3 separate regions of the Mus musculus genome follow, and regions 2 and 3 are each linked to region 1. The links are chromatin contacts, called in public HiCAR-type and promoter capture Hi-C maps. All regions are on one chromosome and are shown on one strand. Each heading gives the region's core, a stretch centred on a gene start, on an enhancer-like site or on the middle of the called end of the contact. The rest is flanking DNA. Distances are from core to core; before and after follow the strand shown.

What was found. Promoter capture Hi-C pulls out the DNA fragments that hold promoters and counts their contacts. HiCAR-type assays count read pairs that join an accessible place to other places.
Region 2: a contact with region 1 is called in a promoter capture Hi-C map of pre-B cells, with 7 times the contacts expected there. The contact joins the promoter of Rint1 here to the promoter of Armc10 in region 1. A contact is called at or near these places in 2 of 39 promoter capture datasets (embryonic stem cells and pre-B cells) and 1 of 9 other capture datasets (adipose tissue).
Region 3: a contact with region 1 is called in a HiCAR-type map of astrocytes, with 5 times the contacts expected there. The contact joins the promoter of Srpk2 here to the promoter of Armc10 in region 1. A contact is called at or near these places in 4 of 39 promoter capture datasets (the 3T3-L1 cell line, embryonic stem cells, hippocampal neurons and 1 more) and 1 of 115 datasets of contacts at active chromatin or transcription factors (astrocytes).

The regions. Positions count from the first base shown.
Region 1 is chr5:21,644,706-21,647,375 of GRCm38.p6, forward strand. It overlaps Armc10 (armadillo repeat containing 10), which reads left to right and starts at 1,301. Exons shown (of 6, transcript NM_026034.5): 1 at 1,301-1,530. The coding sequence starts at 1,398. Fbxl13 (F-box and leucine-rich repeat protein 13) reads right to left here and starts at 900. Exons shown (of 21, transcript NM_001199632.1): 1 at 757-900. The coding sequence starts at 831.
Region 2 is chr5:23,786,370-23,789,039 of GRCm38.p6, forward strand. It overlaps Rint1 (RAD50 interactor 1), which reads left to right and starts at 1,342. Exons shown (of 15, transcript NM_177323.4): 1 at 1,342-1,513; 2 at 1,921-1,966. The coding sequence starts at 1,472.
Region 3 is chr5:23,674,659-23,677,328 of GRCm38.p6, forward strand. It overlaps Srpk2 (serine/arginine-rich protein specific kinase 2), which reads right to left and starts at 1,309. Exons shown (of 16, transcript NM_001359173.1): 1 at 1,200-1,309; 2 at 1,062-1,116. The coding sequence starts at 1,215.

The DNA of each region.
Region 1 (2,670 bases), core at 51-2,550:
AATCGGGAAGTAAGTGAATAAAGAAATTAAGAAAGAAAAAGAAAAGGGGTAGTAGTTTCTTGGCAACATTTAGAAATGTAACCTTGAAAGTCACAAGAAAAAATACTGATGTCAGCATTGTGAAGACAACACTTAAGGTCGACTCTCCCTTCAGAAGCCCGCAATTGTCTGACCAGGTGTGTTCTACTCTCTCTACTGGAGCACCTTTGTTCCTGCGTTTAATGAAGCCAGCTTTGCTTCATACAAGTTGGCCCCGAAATTCATTTCTTTGTTGAAACCAAGACCTCAGGTTTTGCTTGGTGGCGATCTCTAAAAAGGTGTGTTGTGAAGCTGTGTGTAGAGGCAGGTGACTCTTCTTCCCTCCTGCTAACAACGAGGCGGGGCGAAGCCTACACCCAGAACCCCTCAAGTCTTTTGTCTTCAAGTGGCTCACCACTCACTTCTTGCTCAAGACGCTCTTCCATAATAGAATTTAGTAGTTGACACTTGGAGATTCCAACCCAGGCCCTGTGCTCTTTGCGCCCCCTGCAGATTGTCACTTTCCCCCGTCCCCTTCCTTTGTCATCCCCACCTGGGCTTGGTTTTAGCCACCGGCACCCTTCGGTCTTCTCTAACCTACCCTTCTCTCTCTAGTTACCCTAAATTGACTTCAAGCTTCCCCATCCTGCTCCTTCTTAGCTCCAGTTCCGGGAATCTCCTTGCCTCTCCCAGTTTTTCCCCGCGCCCACTGTGTGAGAGGCTATGTGGCTGCAGTACCTCACAGATTTGAGGAATGTACTTGTCCCTGAAGTAGCTCCTTAGCCTGGGGGTGGCACTGCGTAGTGAAGCCATGGTCAGAAGCAGGACTCAGAATGCGTTTCATAGGTTACTGCTGTTCACGTTGAGGAGGAGAGACGCGCCGGAGCGTTGCCTAGCAACCACAAAGGAGGTGCCAAATAGTCCAAGCCTTTCGCGAGATGAAGAAAGAACCTAGCAGGGAGGGGGCGGGGCAACTGGGGCGGGGCGGGGCGATTGCAGAGGGGCGGGGCAGAGAGGGGCGGGGCGAGTGCAGAGAGGCGGGGCAGAGCGGGGAGGGGCGGGGCAGGACAGTACAGGCCGGGGCCGGGTAAAATGAGAGGGCTGGACGGGAGAGTGAGTGTTGGGGCGGAGCTAGGGTCTGTGTTCAACGCGCCGCAGTCCCGGTCTTGGTCCAGGAAAAAGCTGCTTGCACTAGGGGCATCCCGCCTGCCTGGTGAAAGGAACCGCAGCACACAGGGTGGGAGGGCTTCCGATTTTAGCAGGGCGGCTTCCGGAAGGCGGAGCTCCAACCCCATTTCCTTTCTCTGGGCTGGTTCTGGCCCAGCTGCACCTGCGTGTGGCCCTGGCTCCTCGGCTCCCTGCAGCTCCGAGGCAGCAGCATGGGTGGCGCGCGGGACGTGGGCTGGGTGGCAGCAGGGCTGGTCCTGGGCGCCGGCGCCTGCTACTGTATCTACCGGCTGACTCGGGGACCGCGGCGAGGCGGTCGCCGACTGCGCCCTTCGCGATCCGCAGGTGAGGCGATGGGCTGCCCGGCAGGTGGACTGGTTCGGGGCTCCGGACCCACCTCAGGCCAGGCTGGGTTGGAGGTGCCCTAGACACCCGCGACTGCATGGGGAGAAAGGCTGGAGGTAGACAGACGACTCTGGAAGCCCAGGTTGCCTTGGGTGGGTCCTGAGCCGCTTCCCTGCTCCCACTTCTTTGTTTAAAATAAGAGCTGAAAACATTGCCCGAAGTGTCCTGTTACTTCCCTTCGGCTTCACAGCCAAGAGCTGAGGTTTCTCCGAGCCAAGTAGATTGCCTCTCATTTTAAAGTTTTACCTGAGCTTTTGTGTTGTTATCAAAGAGATGCCCCTTACTGTGAGAAGGTTCTCAGGGGCCTCAAGCCTGGGTTGAAACTTTGCTCGTGCTATGTGAAGAATGGATCCCTGAGATGCAATTCTGCCAGCACTTTGTGGCACCTGTCCTGGGAAGTACCTTTAAGTCATCCGTAGCGTCCCTGCAACCGGGGTGTGTGTGTTGGGAATAAGAACCACAACCAACAGGAGACACACCCTTCTAAAAGGATGGCTTAAGTCGTGAAAACTGTTGGAAAAACTATTTGAAATAAAACCTGCCAACCAATACCTGCTTGCCTCAAAGGTAGAGAAATATATTTGTTTTTAAACTGAGGTTGGTGGGAGCTAATTGCCCTTCCCTAGAACAAAAATAAGGCACCTTTAAAGGCAGGTAGAAAACACATCTTTGGGTTGTACAACTAGCATTTACTTTTCAAAATTTGCACTTACTAGAAGGGACCAGGAACAACCATGGATTTATATTCCAGCCTTCCATTTCCTCCAGGAAATGCTGTAAGAAAGGGGAGTGCACAGAACCTTCCCCTTTGGTCACAGAGGAAAGCAGTTTTTGAAAATGAGCATTTGCCCTTACAAAGCCTGATTTGTAGGGTGCTTGTTTGTGTGTGGGTTTTTTGTGGTTTTGTTTGTTTTTTCTCTCTGTCAAATATTTCTATACAAGAATACTTTGGTGGGTTTTTGTTGTTGTTGTTGTTGGTGGTGGTGGTGGTCTTTTGTTTTGCTTTTTTAAGGCAGAAGATCTGATGTGTCCCTGGCCTGGAACTCACTGCATAGCAGAAAATTTGAACTTCTGATTCTC
Region 2 (2,670 bases), core at 92-2,591, 2.1 Mb after region 1:
TTCACCTGCCTCTGCCTCCTGAGTTGTGGGATAAAAGGCATGCACCACCATACCCGGCTCTTATTTATTTATTTTTTTTCATTTTATGTGTATGGGTGTTTTGTCTGCATGTATGTCTACACCTCAGTGAGTTTTCTTCTCACGGAGTAGTTTCTGTTTCCTCTAAAGATTTTTGTTTGTTTGTTTGCTTGTTGTTTTTTTTTTTTCTGTTTTCTCCCCATTTGTTTGGTCTCAAAGGCATTGCCTTCCAGGGTTTGCCTGTCAAATTTCCATGTTCTCTACCTATCCCTTGCTTCTAAGTAATTCAGTTCCTCCTCCCTGGAAAACAGTAGAGGTTTAGGGGGCTTTGCCCAGCAAACTGGATGCCAGATTTTGAGTGCTCTTTCTCTGTCTGACTCCCAGAATGTTTCAACCCTCCTACAAACAGATCTGGACCTTCCAGTTCGAAAATATATGAAGGAGTGTTCCTTTTGTCTAGCTGTCCTTCAAAGCTTACTCTTGAGTCTACAAAAGAGGTTACTTAGTCCCTACCTTTTAAATGGAGTATTTTTTTCTGTACAACGCTTAAACAGTAATAACTATTAGTTACAGGCTGAGGCAGGCGGATTTCTGAGTTCGAGGCCAGCCTGGTCTACAGAGTGAGTTCCAAGACAGCCAGGGCTACACAGAGAAACCTTGTCTCGAAAAACCAAAAATAAATAAATAAATAAATAAATAAATAAATAAATAAATAAATAAATAAATATTAGTTACCTTTGCACGTAGACTTTTGTCTCTCTAAGACTGTGAAATATAGAAAGAGCACTTTGACACTCCTACCTAGTACCACGTGGGCCAAGTATGGAACTCCGGTGTCTTGGTGGCAAATGCTTTTATGCGCTGAGCCATTTTGAGATAGGTGTTGTTCTAGCTGATACCGAATTCACTTTATAGAGCAAGCTGGCAGGGACTAGTGGCAATCTTCCCGCCTCCGCTCCCGACTTGTGGCTCACCATCCTAAGGGTATCATGAGTATTTTCTCCTCCCCTCCTTCCTCTCCCCTCCTTGAATTCAGTGTGTAGCTGGAGTTGACTTTGAACTACTGGTTTTCCCGCCTTCACCTCCCAAACGGTGGAATTCCAAGTGTGAGACACCATGCCAGGGCCGAATTTTATTTTTAGTAACTCCAAAGAAGTGGAGAGAGCTCCTGCACAGAACTCAGCAGCCTGGGAAGCAGTAGGGCTGCCAGGTTCCCTGAGCGGCCAACATGACATCCAACCAGCAGGGGGCGCCACAGAACAGGACAGCGGCGCGCAGATATGCCTCTCTAGGCCAAGAGAACGGAACCAGAGAGTCGGTGATAGGAAGTCGAGGTGGCGCTCAACCCTGCGTCCCAGAAGGCTGGTCTGGTCGCCCAGTCTGTGTGTTCCCTAGCCGGACTCTGCAGGCCGGGCTGGCGGTGCATGGAATCCAGAATTCGTGCGGAGGCAGGATGCTTGCGGCTGACGATATCGGCGAAGTGCCGGCAGCCCCGGTGAGGCGTCCCTGGAAACCCGGGGAAGGGACGCTGGTGACCCTGCGAGGTGGCACAGACCCCACCTCCGCCCCGGGGACAGGTTACCTTGGAAGTGGTTTGGCGGTGGTTCCCACGGCCGGAAGCAGGCAAGGGAGTCCCTGGGGAGGTAGTCACAGTGCAATGTCCGATGTCCCAGAAGATGACAGTTTTGAGAGTTGGCGGGAAAGTGGCCTCGGTGCCCGGGCAGAGTAACTCGGACCCTGGGGAGGTGGTCCAGACCTCTGGGAAGGTGGCAGTAGTGTCAGGCATGCCCCTGGGAGAGGCGCCTAGGACCTCTCCGCCCGTCAGTATGGGACCTTTCGGAGCGCTGTATGAATTCCACTTACTTCAGTCTAACTTGTTTGCCACACCTGTTTTTCTGCCAGTGCTGCCCCGAGAGTGGTGACGAAACGAAGAACACAGACGTGAAAAGTAAGCAGGCTTTAAACCCTTAGTTCTTTTTGTCTAGCTGCCCTTCGAAGCTCGCCTTTTCAGAGTCTGCAAAAGAGTTTCTTAGTCTGCTATCTTTTCAATGGAGTATTCTTTCTGTACAATGTTTAAACAGTAATAAATATTAGTTATCTTTGCACGTGGACTTTTGTCTCTCTAAGACTGTGAAATATAGAAAGAGCACATTGACGCTCCTTCCTAGGACAGTGACTGGTTTGGCTTCACTGGGACCTGCCATTTTAATGAACTGTCAGCTCGTTATCAGGTATTTAGAGGGGTTATGCTGGTCACTGTTACTGGGTTCTAGGAAGAGGTTTGATAATAGGTTAATTGTACTTTTGCCTTCAGTGAGTAAGTAATTACAGTTTGCTGCAGGTAGCCCACACCTTAGGTCCCAGGGCTTGGTCTGGGTAGGTGACATGGAAAAGACCCAGTACCTAGGACAGGAAACTATGTCAGACTCCTGGATATTTGTTATTTCACTTGAGATAAGCGTAGCAGGTTATTAGGAATCCAGCACCCTGAAGGGGCTGTTTTTGTTTCTCTCTCTCTCTCTCTCTCTCTCAATCTCTCTCTCTCTCTCTCTCTCTTTAACCAAGGTGGAGCGTAACCCAGGTTCGCCCCAGACTTTTGTGTGACTAAGGATGACCTTGGACTCCAGATCCACAGTCTTCTATTTCACAGAT
Region 3 (2,670 bases), core at 59-2,558, 2.0 Mb after region 1:
CCTGCTGGGCCAATACAAATTATAACCACCACCTAAGAGAGCAGAGGGTTATCCCACCCCTTGCAAAATAAAGATAGACAAATATTTCGTAATTTTATTAAAGGCGAATTCTGTCTTTCTCTATAGTACCAAAGACACCACACAAATTTCTTGCGCAAAAGGAACAGCGAAGCAAACAATGTGAGCAAAGATGTTGATAGCTGGTCCAGCAAACCCAGAGAGAGAGGAAAGAGAAACACGCGGCGGCGCTCTGACGCCTAGGAAAACCCAGCTCTCGGGGAAAGGCTTCTCCGACAGCAGCTGCCCAACTGGGCTGCAGGTCCAGGCTGGAGGTGGCTGGCGCTGGCACATTTGAAATATCATAGTCGGTGGATCCAGTCCGGAGCACCACGCGGGACCCGCCCGCGCACACACCCACAGCCCACTGCAGCAAGCGACCTGGGCGCAGCCGCAGCACGCAAGTAACGCTCGACCCGAGCAGAAAGTTTCGAATGAAAAACCCGAGCGCCGAAACGCACCGGTCCCGGAGCTGAACTCACGCCAGGAACAACGCCCGGAGCCAAACCACTTGACAAGCAGCTCGGGTTTTCAGCTGGCTGGCCCAGGCGGGACCGGGAGGTGGCAGAGGCGGCAGCGCACTGGCTCCCGCAGCCCAGGTGTCAGCCGCGCCGCCGCCTCCCTCCCGTGCCCACTATCCGACCCGTGCGGTACAGGCACTGGGGTGCGGATCAGGGATGTGGATAAGGGGCTCAGGATACGGATCAGGGACGCCGATCCGGGGCGCGGGATGAGGATCGGGGACGCGGGGCACGGGGCACGGGGCGCGGGGTCGAGTGCAGAGCCCGGGCGGCTCGCAGGCTGACGGGCCAGGTCGCGGCTCCGGAACCCGCGGCCGCGCGCCCCTCCCCCCACCCCTCCCCCGCCGGGGCACGTAGAGCCGGCGCCGCGTCCCGGGAGACCCACCGCCCGCGGCCCGGGGACCGGGAAGCTCTGCCTGCGCGGCCGCAAGCAACATTCAGCGAGGCGGGGCGGGGTCGGGACCAAGCGCCGCGCGGACTCACTTTTTCGGATGTTTCTCTCTTTTCGGCCTCCGCTTTCGGGCCTGAATGGCCAGCACTGGGGAGAGAGAAGACACATTAACGGTCGGGTTGGCCGCCTGCGTGCCGCGAGGCGGGGCGGGGGCCGCTCGCGCCGCTCACCTTTCCTGGAGCTCATTCCGACTCGGGGCAGCCAGGCGGGGGGCTCCGCGGCGGAGGCGGCGGCGACGCGACAGTCAGCCGCACCGGGATGCAGCCTCCACTCGCTCGCCGGCCGAGGAGGCGGGAACCGCGCCTGCGCCGCCGCGGCCTCTCCCGCGGGGGCCAATGAGACCCGCCCCCGCGGCCCCGCCCCGCAGCCCCGCCCCCTCCGCGCCCCCCTCCGCAGCTCTGGAGCACGGGGGTCCGGACCCCGGCCGCGCCCTTATCACTCGCTCGGCGGCCCACCTGTGCTGAAGGGCGGTTGCGCGCTCACGGTTCCCCGCGCCCACGGCCCCCTCGCCCACGGCCTCCCGCGCCCACGGCCTCCACCTCCTTGCTTTTACGGCCGCCGCAGGCCACCCGTTCCCGGGCACTAGGCCCAGCCGCCGACCCTTCCTCCCAGCCACCGCTCCGCACCCCGGCTGGTCGTGCCGCACGCCTCTCCATGCGCTCTTCCTTGGCCAGCGCCTTGGCGGGTCTCTCGCCACCTCTCTCAGGCGGCCTCCTCTATCCCTTTGCATCTCTACATCCTTGCATCCCTATGAGCGCCGCTTCCTCCTCTCCGGCGGGCGTGGAAAGGGCACAAGACCAAGAGCTGAGGAACCTGGGTCCTTGAGTGTCTGTGTGACCTTGGAGAAGTGATTTTCCTCTCTTTTCCTACTCCATTAGGCTGCGTGAGTTTAACGAAGGAAAGATGCACACAGCTTAAATGGAAAGTTTGTCACAGAAAGCCTAATTTTCTAAATACCATGAGATAAGAGCCTAAAACAGCAATCATGCCAAAAAGTGATTTTTTTTTTCTTCCTCCTATAATGGGGAAACTAAACCCTAAATAGGTCAAACAGTTCTACCAGCCTGTATTTCTATTCAGGCCTGGCTGGTTTCTCTTTCTGCCTTCCCAGGCTACCTGGTTTCTCTTTCTACCTTCCAAGGCTATCTAAGATGCAAATCACGCTGACTGACACGTAGTTACCACTTCAGTGTTCTCTTGTCTCTTTGAACAATTACAGTATCTTAAAGATACTGGTCCTGAACACTCAGTCCTTCATTGGTTACAATTGTATCGTTGAGTTACAACTGTATCACTGAGTCTTACTCTAAAGATGTCCCAACAAACAGGAAAGGCCGCTCCAAGTTTGAAAAGATTTTACTTTCTCCATTTTTTTTTTCAAAAAATCTGAAACATACAAGAAAAATGCAGTAATCGGCACTATTAACCCACATTCACTAGGTTTTTTTTAAACGTTTCTCCACAGTTGCTCTGTGTGTGTGTGTGTGTGTGTGTGTGTGTGTGTGTATGCATATGGTGTATTTTGCTGAGTCATTCAGTAGTTTGCAGACTGTTACCCTCCACCCCAAAAGATTTCAATACATATCTACTAAAAGCAAAGATTTTTTTTTTCTACATAATCAGAACGTTATCACTCTAAGA